2 separate regions of the Sus scrofa genome follow, and region 1 is linked to region 2. The links are chromatin contacts, called in public HiChIP or PLAC-seq maps. All regions are on one chromosome and are shown on one strand. Each heading gives the region's core, a stretch centred on a gene start, on an enhancer-like site or on the middle of the called end of the contact. The rest is flanking DNA. Distances are from core to core; before and after follow the strand shown. Region 1 holds the start of RBL1 (retinoblastoma-like protein 1). Region 2 holds the start of SAMHD1 (deoxynucleoside triphosphate triphosphohydrolase SAMHD1-like).

Region 1 (4,845 bases), core at 488-2,987, 110 kb after region 2:
AGGAGTTTTCCAGTTGCTGACAATCATTCAGGGCTGGGGGAAATCAGTGGAGTAAAGATAGGATGGTGGGGGAAAAAAAAAATGACTTTCTCAGACTTGTAAAAAGTTTGTTTTCAATCAAGAGGCCAATCTCCCGTATCTTCTATTTTCTTATTCCAGTCGTGCCACCCAGAGATGCAGATCACTGTCCTTTATCCAATCTATCCAGTCCTATCCTGGAGACATACAAGAGTCTCTCTTCTTCTCCTTTATATATAGACACACATATGCTTAACTCCAAATTTCCAACTCTATGCCTTTGAACCCAGCAATTAATTACTGCCCTGGGCAATGAGTCAGTATGGCACTCTGTGTGAGTCCAGCCCTCCCGAATCAAGGAAACGTTTGATCATAAGGCCTCTGGAGTAATTGTGAACAGTTCCATCACAATTCTATCTCTACGTAGGCTTACCACTCGACTGGGTGCCTATCATAATTAGTGAGAATGATTCTGGGTAAGACAGTCCTCTGGGCCTTGATGTTATTACCTGAAAAGCAGGTTTAAAACTCATTGCCCTGCCATGTTCACAGAGCTCTCATGAGAACTAAATGCAAGAGTGATTGGGGGAAAATTCGAATGATAGCCTACATTTATTTTGTTCAGAGACAGACACTGTACTTCGCATTGGGATAATCTAATTATCCCCATCTGAGAGGAGAAACCTGGGGCGGAGAGATAAGCACTGTGTGCACACTCGATAATAATGTGATCAAACTGCTGCATAGTCTACCGCAAGGCGAGCAACCAACACCTTGAGGCGGAAGGTGAAGAGGTTGTGGTTCCGGCTCCACCACTACCCGTGTGACCCTGGGTAAGTAGCTTAACCACTTGAGGGCTCAGCTTCCTCAGCTGTATAATGGGGATCACGGAACATGTTCAAAGGGTTGTGGCGAGAACTAAGTAAAATGACAAAGCGCTGCGCAGTGGCATCTCAGCACACAATTCGTTTAACCTTTCACCATTACAGAACTTTTTTTTTTTTTATACAAACTTAAGAGCAGTCCCATGAGTTTGCGGCGCAGGTCTGGGGTCTAGGGAGCCCCTGAGTGGCGTGACCCTGAACCAGCTGCTCCTTTTCCGGACTTCGATTTCCCGCCTCAAAATAAGTGGCGAGATTGATCTACACCCGCCCTTCCAGTCTCGAACTCTTCGGCGCCGGGATGGGCAGAGACCCTTCCCGGTGGGGAAACTCCCACCGCCCTACTGGGTGGGGTGGGGCGGAGCAGGGGTGGGGCCTGGCGAGCTCGGTCGTCCGCCTCACCTGCCGCCGCTCACCTCTAGACTGTAGGTGCCCCGGATGGCGGTGAAGTCGTCCAGGGCTTCGGCCGCGCTCCCCTCGTCCAGGTTCAGCTCCTGGCACAGAGCCTGCAGTGCTTCTCCGGCCGCGGCGACCACCGCCGCCCCCTCGGCGCAGGGATCTTCCTCGTCCATCCCCTCAGGCCCGGCGGGCGGCGTGGTCACAGCCCCGGCTCCTTTCTCCTTCCTGGGCGCGCTACCCACAACCTCCCGCGCCAAAGCGCGCGAAAATCGCGGGTTGTAGCACTACGTCTTTTTGATGGTCTGCATCCGCGTTTCTCCTGAAAAAAAGTCCGTCTTTCCTCCAGGGCTCCACGCTGCCCCTTCCAGAAACATGCTAAGAAGAAGGAATTTAGAGTCTAAAAAACCTGGACTTGGCCCTTGGCAGGTAGCGGTAGACACAGCCGGCGGGACAAATTGGGTGCGGAGGGATCGGCAGTCCGCGCGCAGAGTCTGCTGGGAGTGGTAGTCCATATCCTGCCTTGGAGCGGGCGGCGGGATTGGGCTCCGTGTTGCGGGGTGGCCTTGTTAATTTTAGAGAGGTCTCCTCTGCCCCACCAACCCGTGGGCCTGGGTTTGTCACTGCCGCGGGGCGCCAAACACAGACTAATCCAGAGTTGTCCCTTGAGTTAGGAGTTGGAGGAAATCGAAAAATGTCCGTCTACAGAGAGGGCTAGGAAAGGCCTGTCGGACCCTCCTCAGTGTCTTTAGCACCTAGTGAATGGTTTTTTGAGCGACTGAAGGGTTGGTGAGGCAGGGGTATTAGGGGACCCCTATCCATCGCTTCTTGAACTCCAAATGAGGCTTGACCTGGGCTAAAAGAGCTGCAGTAAGGGGGCACTTTCTCAGCTCCCTGCTCCCTGGGAGCTGGGTCCCTGGAACCTAGTAAAAATCGTCCTTCCAGACTTAGGAGTGACCAGAACATAAACCTGAAGGCATGGAACTGGTCTTAAAGCTGACCCTTCTGCTCCAGCAAGACCCCTTTCCCATGAAGAGCCAGAGTGATCTTTTAAAAAGGTAAATAAGAGCATAGTCAATCATTTAGGATCCTTCAGTAAACCCTTTGCCCTTAAAGTAATGTCCAAAATTCTTTCCATGGCCAGTAAGGCCCTATGTAATCTGGCCCCACCTCATCTAGGGGAGCGTCCCCTTCTCCAGATATATAATAAGATCCAGCCTCACTGCTTTGTTTTGGAACCTTGGAAATGCCAAGCTGCCAAATTAGTTCTTTCCACAAAGACTTTCTCACATGGTGGTCAAACAGCCCCTCTATGCCAGGTCTTTTCTTGTCTGCCTCATCCTCATTCAAGTTCAACTAAAAGGCACCCTGTCAGGGCATCCCTGAGCACTTTATTTCAAATAGCTGACTCTCATCTTTTCCTCCACCATATTTGTCTTCATAGCACCTTATCATTATCTGAAATTATCTTTATTCCCTGGTTCTTCCTACTAAAATGTGAGTTTCATGAGAGTAGGGCCTTCCTTTTGAGGCAGAGTACTAACTCATGTAGTCAGTGTAGGAGCATGGGCTTTGATGCATTCTTTGATATGGCTGTTGATTAACATTTGTGGTTTAAGGGCTCCAGAGAGTAATTCCCCACAGGCCTTGTTTACTATAGGAAATGTGCCTCTCCCCATAGGGACCTTAATCTCTAACCCACTCCTCAACTGATAGAAAAGGAATGAGAGGAATGGTAACTTAGTCCAAGGAAAGAGGACAAAGAAATCATAAAACACATGGGATAGTTCCACCCCTAAAACTCCTATTGGACAAGGACTGATATAGGAAACTTGGCAAGGCCAATGGGAGAAAACCCCATCTTTCTGGACCCCATGTTGGTACCCCCCCCCCCCGCCATCTTTAAGGGATAAAAACTCTTATAGGACAATACAGAGTGGGTGGCTCTTCTGCCCCTTCCCAGCAGCCTGGGAGCTATTTGCTTTCCTGTAATAAAGACTGCTTGCTTGCTGCCTGTGTGTTCCCGGAGTTCATTCTTTGACTGCGTGAACAAGAACCCAGATTCTGGTAACATCTTTCCGGCATCACTTTCATGTTCACTGTATTTCAGAGTTTAGATTAGTGACTGACTCCTGTAGTTGGCGCTCAGTACTTAGCATGGTGTGTCTGAAAAATTACAAAGAGCCCATTGTTGCTTAGACAAGGGAAGGAGTCACCAGAGATGAAAATGGAAGACAGGTCAAGATAGGTTGCCTAGGACCGCATGAGCCTGGACGTAATCAGTGGGGGTTAATGAATGGAGGTGAATGATCAGTATGTGTTTTGGACAGGTTCCTCGGGCTGCATTGTCACATGTGCATTGGATGGGGTAGAGACTAGAGATCTGGGGTTGGGAGCCAGGTTAGTGTAGAAAGGAGACAGCCTGGACAGATACGACTTTGTCCTAGAACTGAAGGGACCACTGCTGAAGAGGAGAAATCTCTAATAACATAGGTTTCCATCTGGGCCCAGAGGTTGAAGTATGATACTGTCAACTAGAATGGGCATACGAGCAGAGGGATGAGACCAGTCCTGGAGTTGTGTGTATGAAATGCTTGAAGGAAGTTTAAGAGGTGGCTCTTGGGACCTGGAAGACCTACATTCCCTACACATAAAGGGGGTAGAACTTGGGAACCAGCGGCAAGGTGGGTCTCACATGAGTAAAAACTCAAATTCCCCCAAAAAACTCAAATGGAACCACCCCTGTGGTATTGCCACTTCTGCTTTCTTCTAGAAGCTAGCGCTGAAGCTGACCTCAGGACTATCTTATTTTCCGAAAGGTATGTTGGCACATAGTGTGTGCGTAGACTCACCTCCTTTGAGCTTTTACACAGAGGATTTGTTGCAGGCAGTTTAGGGGAGGTTTGTCTCCAGGGCCGAGAGGTCTGTGACAGGGCTTTTCATCCCTCCTCCTAACTTCCTTTCCTGTCAGGAAAGACATGTCAGGATTTGTGGAAGTGAGATGGATGAAGGTCCTCCTGTACTGGTTCATTTGTTTTCTAATTAACCTGTGAGTATTTAGGAGTGAGCTCCAGAGTGGGGACAGCTTGGACATAAAGATGTTGGAATTTTCAGGCAGTACCTGAAGCTAAGGGAGTAGGTTCATATCACTCAGGGAATGTGTTTACATGAGAAGAGACTCAAGGGTAGAACCCCTTGGGACACCAACATTTCAGGGATGGGCAGAATTTTAGGAGTGAGTGAAAAACAAAACTGTCCAGAGAGGTATAAAAAGAAGGAGCAATATTTCAGAGGCCAGAAAAGAAGAACTCCATAGAGTCCAACACTGCAGAGAATTCAAATAGGATGAGGAATTCAAAGAAGACCTCACATATTATCTTTCATATGACCTTTGAGGTTTTTAGTGACCTTTGCCAGAAGGAGTTATCTTTAGCACTGTAGGAGTGGAAGCCAGATTCCTGCGGTTGAAGCACTAATGAGAGGAAGGTCAGAAAGTTGAAGCAGGAAGTAAAAACTTCTCTTAAGTAATTTGGTGGAGGAGAGCCAAATG
Region 2 (4,873 bases), core at 2,153-4,652:
AACTACATCATTTTTAATGGTGGTCTTGTATTTCACAATATAGATGTACCGTAGTATATTTAAGCAATTTTTTTCTGAGTCTTAAGTTCACCTCTAAAATGACTATAACTGGACCTACGTCACAGTTACTGTTAAGATTTTATAAGATATAAAACTTGCAAAGTGCAGAGAATACTATTTCACGCAAATTAAAGCTCCATAAACTGTTAGCTATCACTATTATTTATTTATTTATTTGTCTTTTTAAGGCTGCACCCGAGTCACATGGAGGCTCCCAGGTTAGGAGTCGAATTAAACCTGTAGCTGCTGGCCTACGCCACAGCCACAGCAACTTGGGATCCGAGCCGCATCTGCGACCTACACCATAGCTCACGGCACCTCTCGATCCTTAACCCACGGAGCAAGGCCAGGGATTGAACCTGCATCCTCATGGATGCCAGTCAGATTCGTTTCCACTGAGCCACGACAGGAACGACTATCACTATTATTTACTACTATCAATTGATATTTAGATCAGTCCTACTGTATTTGCTATTTAAACCCAGTGGTTAGAAGAATAACTTTGTACATTACTTTGGCCACTTGTACAATTGTTTCCATAAATTCCTACTAGTGAAATTTCTTATAAGCAAAAAGGTATTGCCAAACCATCCAGGGATAAGCCAACTGACATTTACATCAACTTTACTGGATTACCCATTTCTCCTATTATCACTCTTTAAATATTTTTTAATCTAAATTTTAAAATCAGTGTTCTTAAAATTTTGAGTGAGTGAATGTCTTTTTCTGTGTTTACTGGTTGGCTGTCACTGTCCTTGTGATTTTCTCATTTTTCTACTGGATTTTTTTTCCTTCCTTTTAGCTGACTTTTTCTCCATTTTTTTTTTCTTTTCTTATTGGTTTGTTTATTCTCTTATTGTTTAAGGGAATCCAATGTATTTTGATGAAAACACATATTAAGATATAGCTAGCATGAATTCTGGAGTCCAAAGACCTAACCTTAAAATCCAGCACACTTTTTCCTAGTTGTGTGACCTTTGAATCTCAAACACATCATCTGCTAAAAAATACCGATTACAAAAAAAAAAAAAATACGGGAGTTCCCGTCGTGGCGCAGTGGTTAACGAATCCGACTAGGAACCATGAGGTTGCGGGTTCAGTCCCTGCCCTTGCTCAGTGGGTTAACGATCTGGCATTGCCCTGAGCTGTGGTGTAGATTGCAGACGCGGCTCGGATCCAGCGTTGCTGTGGCTCTGGCGTAGGCTGGTGGCTGCAGCTCCGATTCAACCCCTAGCCTGGGAACCTCCATATGCCGCAGGAGTGGCCCAAGAAATAGCAACAACAACAACAACAAAAGACCAAAAGACAAATAAAAAAAAAAAAAAAAGAGAAAAATTATTGCAATAGGGAGAACATTCTGATCTCAGAAGTCTACAATTGGCTCAAAATCAAACAAAAAAGAAGGTGTCTTTTTAATACTGTAAAGGAGGGGCAAGCAGAGATTAAGTAAAATCTTTGCAGGAGAAGTGACCCCAGCCCGACAGGATATTGTCCCACTGTGGTCAACTGGTTCCCTGGAGAAGTTAATCACGGGGCATATTCCACTTTTTTAGTGTTTGCTCTAGGTTGGGGGCAAATAAGAGTTCAGAGGTCAGTAGAAGAGAGAGCAGACTGACTAAAGTGTAGTCAAAACAAAGCAGGTAGTAAGAAATGTACAGTTATGAATACTTGGTCAGTTTCTACCAATTAAAAGCACATAATGCCCTCCGCTAGTATTTGACTGTGGGTCAAGAGGACAGATCATCATGAAGACTGATGAATCTACAGGACACCACCGAAAGAGAGAATCAACAATATAGGCAATCATATTTTGAAGACAATAAATAAAAACAACTTCATCCCCACCTATTGCTACTCAAAGAAAAATTTCATTCCCAGAAGTGGTGGAGAACAAAAGGGAAAAAGGAAAAAAAGAAGTACAATTTCCTACACCCATTAAGCTATCTTTAAATTTAAATCTTCAACCACTAAAGTTCCTCCCACCCTAGTCCCCTAGCCTAAGCAAATAAAGCTCCACCCTACAACCGCAAAAGTTTGCTGAATTTGCAAATCACATTCTCTTCCTATGGAACACTTCAGAGGGTAAAGAATAGGTTAAGCCTCACACCCCTTACGGGAAGTTGAGTAGATTTCAAGCAGATGGATACTTGAACCTGAGCCAGTAAAGTCGCACACCCAACCCACACATCTCCCCCGTGTGATGCGGCCAAGTTGTGGGCTCCTGGGAGTTCACTGGTCAACTGAACCACCCGACCGCTCTGATTTAGGGAGGGAAACTGCTTTTGGAGAACAAAACATGATCATGGCCAAGCTCTGCAAGTACAGTCATCAAGCATGTATGTATTGAGCCCAACTGGGATGCTAAGGTAGGTGATGGGGATTCAGAGATGAGGAGAAAAGTTCTTTCCTCTTTAGAAAAATCCCAAGTTGGGAGGGGAGCAGAGGAAATAGAAACTTTAAAGCACCCAAATATACCCTCCTCACGTGGCAAGTGTTCATGGAGCTGCATCAGCAGAGCGCGCTCGGGAGACAGCAACTCTCCCTCCCACCAGGCTCTCCGAACTGAAAAAGGGAGCTGAGTCCCGCGTGTCCGGCGCCGGCGGGGCAAGTTCCTGAAGAAGGCCACCAGAGTCAGACCAACTGCCACCCCCAACCCTAGGTTCGCAATCCCCAAAGTCTGCTTCATTCCTACGGATCCCCGACCCCAGACGCCCCCCCCCGCCCCTTTCTCCTTCATCCATCACTCCTGGGAGCCGCCGCCTCAGTCCACCCCTTTGGGTGCCTCCGGCGTAAAGTTCCCTTCCTCGCCTCAGGCTCCTTTCTCCGAGTGCTCGCCCCCTCAGGTTTCCGTTCTCCGCCTCAGGTCATCCCTCCTGGGCGCCCCGCTTCAGGTCCACCCCTTCTGGTGCCTCCCGCGTTCGGGCTCCCTCGTCCACTTGGCTCCTCTTTGAGGCCCCACGCTCATTACCTCAGAGCGCCCTCTCCTCAGGTCCGCTGGCCCCACCTCGGGTCGCCGCCACCCCCCCCCCCCCGCCGCCCCCGGCCCCTCAGCCCTCCAGCCCTGCTACCTCGGCAGCGTTCCAGCAGTTCAGAATCGCCGAAGCCACTGCGATTTAGGAAGCCGCACACCTGCTCCGGGCCCCAGGTCCGGTGGTCAGGGTGGAGGTTGGGGCCCAGGGACCTCTCTGCCGCTGCTGGAGGGGTGTTTGGCGGGGTTGTCGGGCTGCCATCGCACCGGGGTCGCTTGGAGGGCTGCTGGGAGTCGGCACTCTGCATGGCTACACCCAGCAACCGGCTCAGCACAGCCTAGAACCCCGGCGCTCTACCCACGCGCAGGCGCACTGACAGTCCGGCGCCTACCGCGAGTCAGCTAAGTACTGCCAGCCCCCAGGCCTCCCGCGCAGGCGCACTGACAGCTCGCACCTTGGGACCAGGCCGGCCACCCATCTCAGCACCCCCACGCCCCCCAGCCCTCGCGCAGGCGCAATGACCGTCCAATGGCCCTAAACCCCACCCGCACGTTTTCGATAAAGGGAGTGAATGGAGGCCGAACTGAGGGAGGTGCTGGTAAGGGCGGGGGAGCCTGGAACGAGTGTGCCTGGGACGTCCCGCTACAGTCCAGAGCAGGGGCTCTTCTGGTGAACTGAGCTAATGAGTACCCCAGGCTTACCCTTGGCGGTGTTTCAGATACCCTAAACTTAAAAAAAACCCTCAAAGGCCTTAAAGTTGCCCCTGTCTTCCCAATTAAGAGAAAAATTGGCAGGAAGCTGAACTGGAAGATGCTGGAATGAATTCAAATCTGATGTGAAGGTGTTTTCTTACATTTTACTGTTGTAGAATTCCCAGAAATCACGTCAGAGGACACCCCAGGAAGATGGAGAACAGCTTTATTAACACTCGTGGGTCCACGGGGGAATTGCTTCCCAATCATGGACCCCAAAGAGAAAGGGAGAGATATAGTGCTTGCTGACATGTTTTACATGCTACATTAACTTTTAATTATGTGCAGGATAGAGAAAGATGTATAGCTGTGCAAAATGTCTTACATTGTTACTCTGATAATTAACCTCAAGTACAATCCAGCTATTTTCAAATATCCTTAGAACAATTGGGGCCTGGAGTTTCTCAAGTCCTAGAGACTTTGCTTTTCTCAGAGCCCTCATATGGGTCAGCTTAAGTTAACCAAGATGGACGATGGTGGCAAGATGGCTCTACTCTTGTCAAGCTCCCTATTCTCTTTTTCCACACCCCTACATTACCAGTTTTTAAGATATGCTGGGCAGAATTCCCGTCATGGCTCAGTGGTTAACCAATCTGACTGAGGACCATGAGGTTGCAGGTTCGATCCCTGGCCTTGCTCAGTGGGTTGAGGATCCGGCGTTGCCGTGAGCTGTGGTGTGGGTCGCAGACTCGGCTCGAATCCTGTGTTGCTGTGGCTGTGGCACAGGCCGGCGGCTACAGCTCTGATTCCACCCCTAGCCTGGGAACCTCCATATGCTGTGGGAGCAGCCCTAGAAAAGGCAAAAGGACAAAAAAAAAAAAATATATATATATATATATACTGGGCAGTTAGAGGATCCTGGGGATGCCTGTCTGTGAAGTTTTAGCCTATCTTCAGGTTTCCACACATGAGCAGACTTCAGACTTCTAAAAGAATTCTCAACCCTTCTCTCCATTCCAACTCCCTGCCCAGAGGAAAGGAAGTGGCCAATTTATTTTCAAGGACTTTTACTACCTGCTGGTAACAGCTTGTGGAAATAGCAGGGATCTTCCTCTCATTTTTGCCACTCTGAGGCAGGACACAAACTTCTCT

What was found. HiChIP or PLAC-seq counts read pairs in DNA pulled down with a chosen protein or histone mark.
Region 1: an H3K27ac HiChIP or PLAC-seq map of alveolar macrophages shows a contact between it and region 2. The contact joins the promoter of RBL1 here to the promoter of SAMHD1 in region 2. A contact is called at or near these places in 1 of 5 promoter capture datasets (liver), 1 of 47 Hi-C or Micro-C datasets (epiblast stem cells) and 1 of 2 datasets of contacts at active chromatin or transcription factors (alveolar macrophages).

What each region holds. Positions count from the first base shown.
Region 1 is chr17:40,277,581-40,282,425 of Sscrofa11.1, forward strand. It overlaps RBL1 (retinoblastoma-like protein 1), which reads right to left and starts at 1,738. Exons shown (of 22, transcript XM_021077346.1): 1 at 1,316-1,738. The coding sequence starts at 1,471. It overlaps LOC110257355 (a long non-coding RNA gene), which reads left to right and starts at 749. Exons shown (of 3, transcript XR_002339844.1): 1 at 749-851.
Region 2 is chr17:40,168,475-40,173,347 of Sscrofa11.1, forward strand. SAMHD1 (deoxynucleoside triphosphate triphosphohydrolase SAMHD1-like) reads right to left here and starts at 3,403. Exons shown (of 16, transcript NM_001292105.1): 1 at 3,129-3,403. The coding sequence starts at 3,336.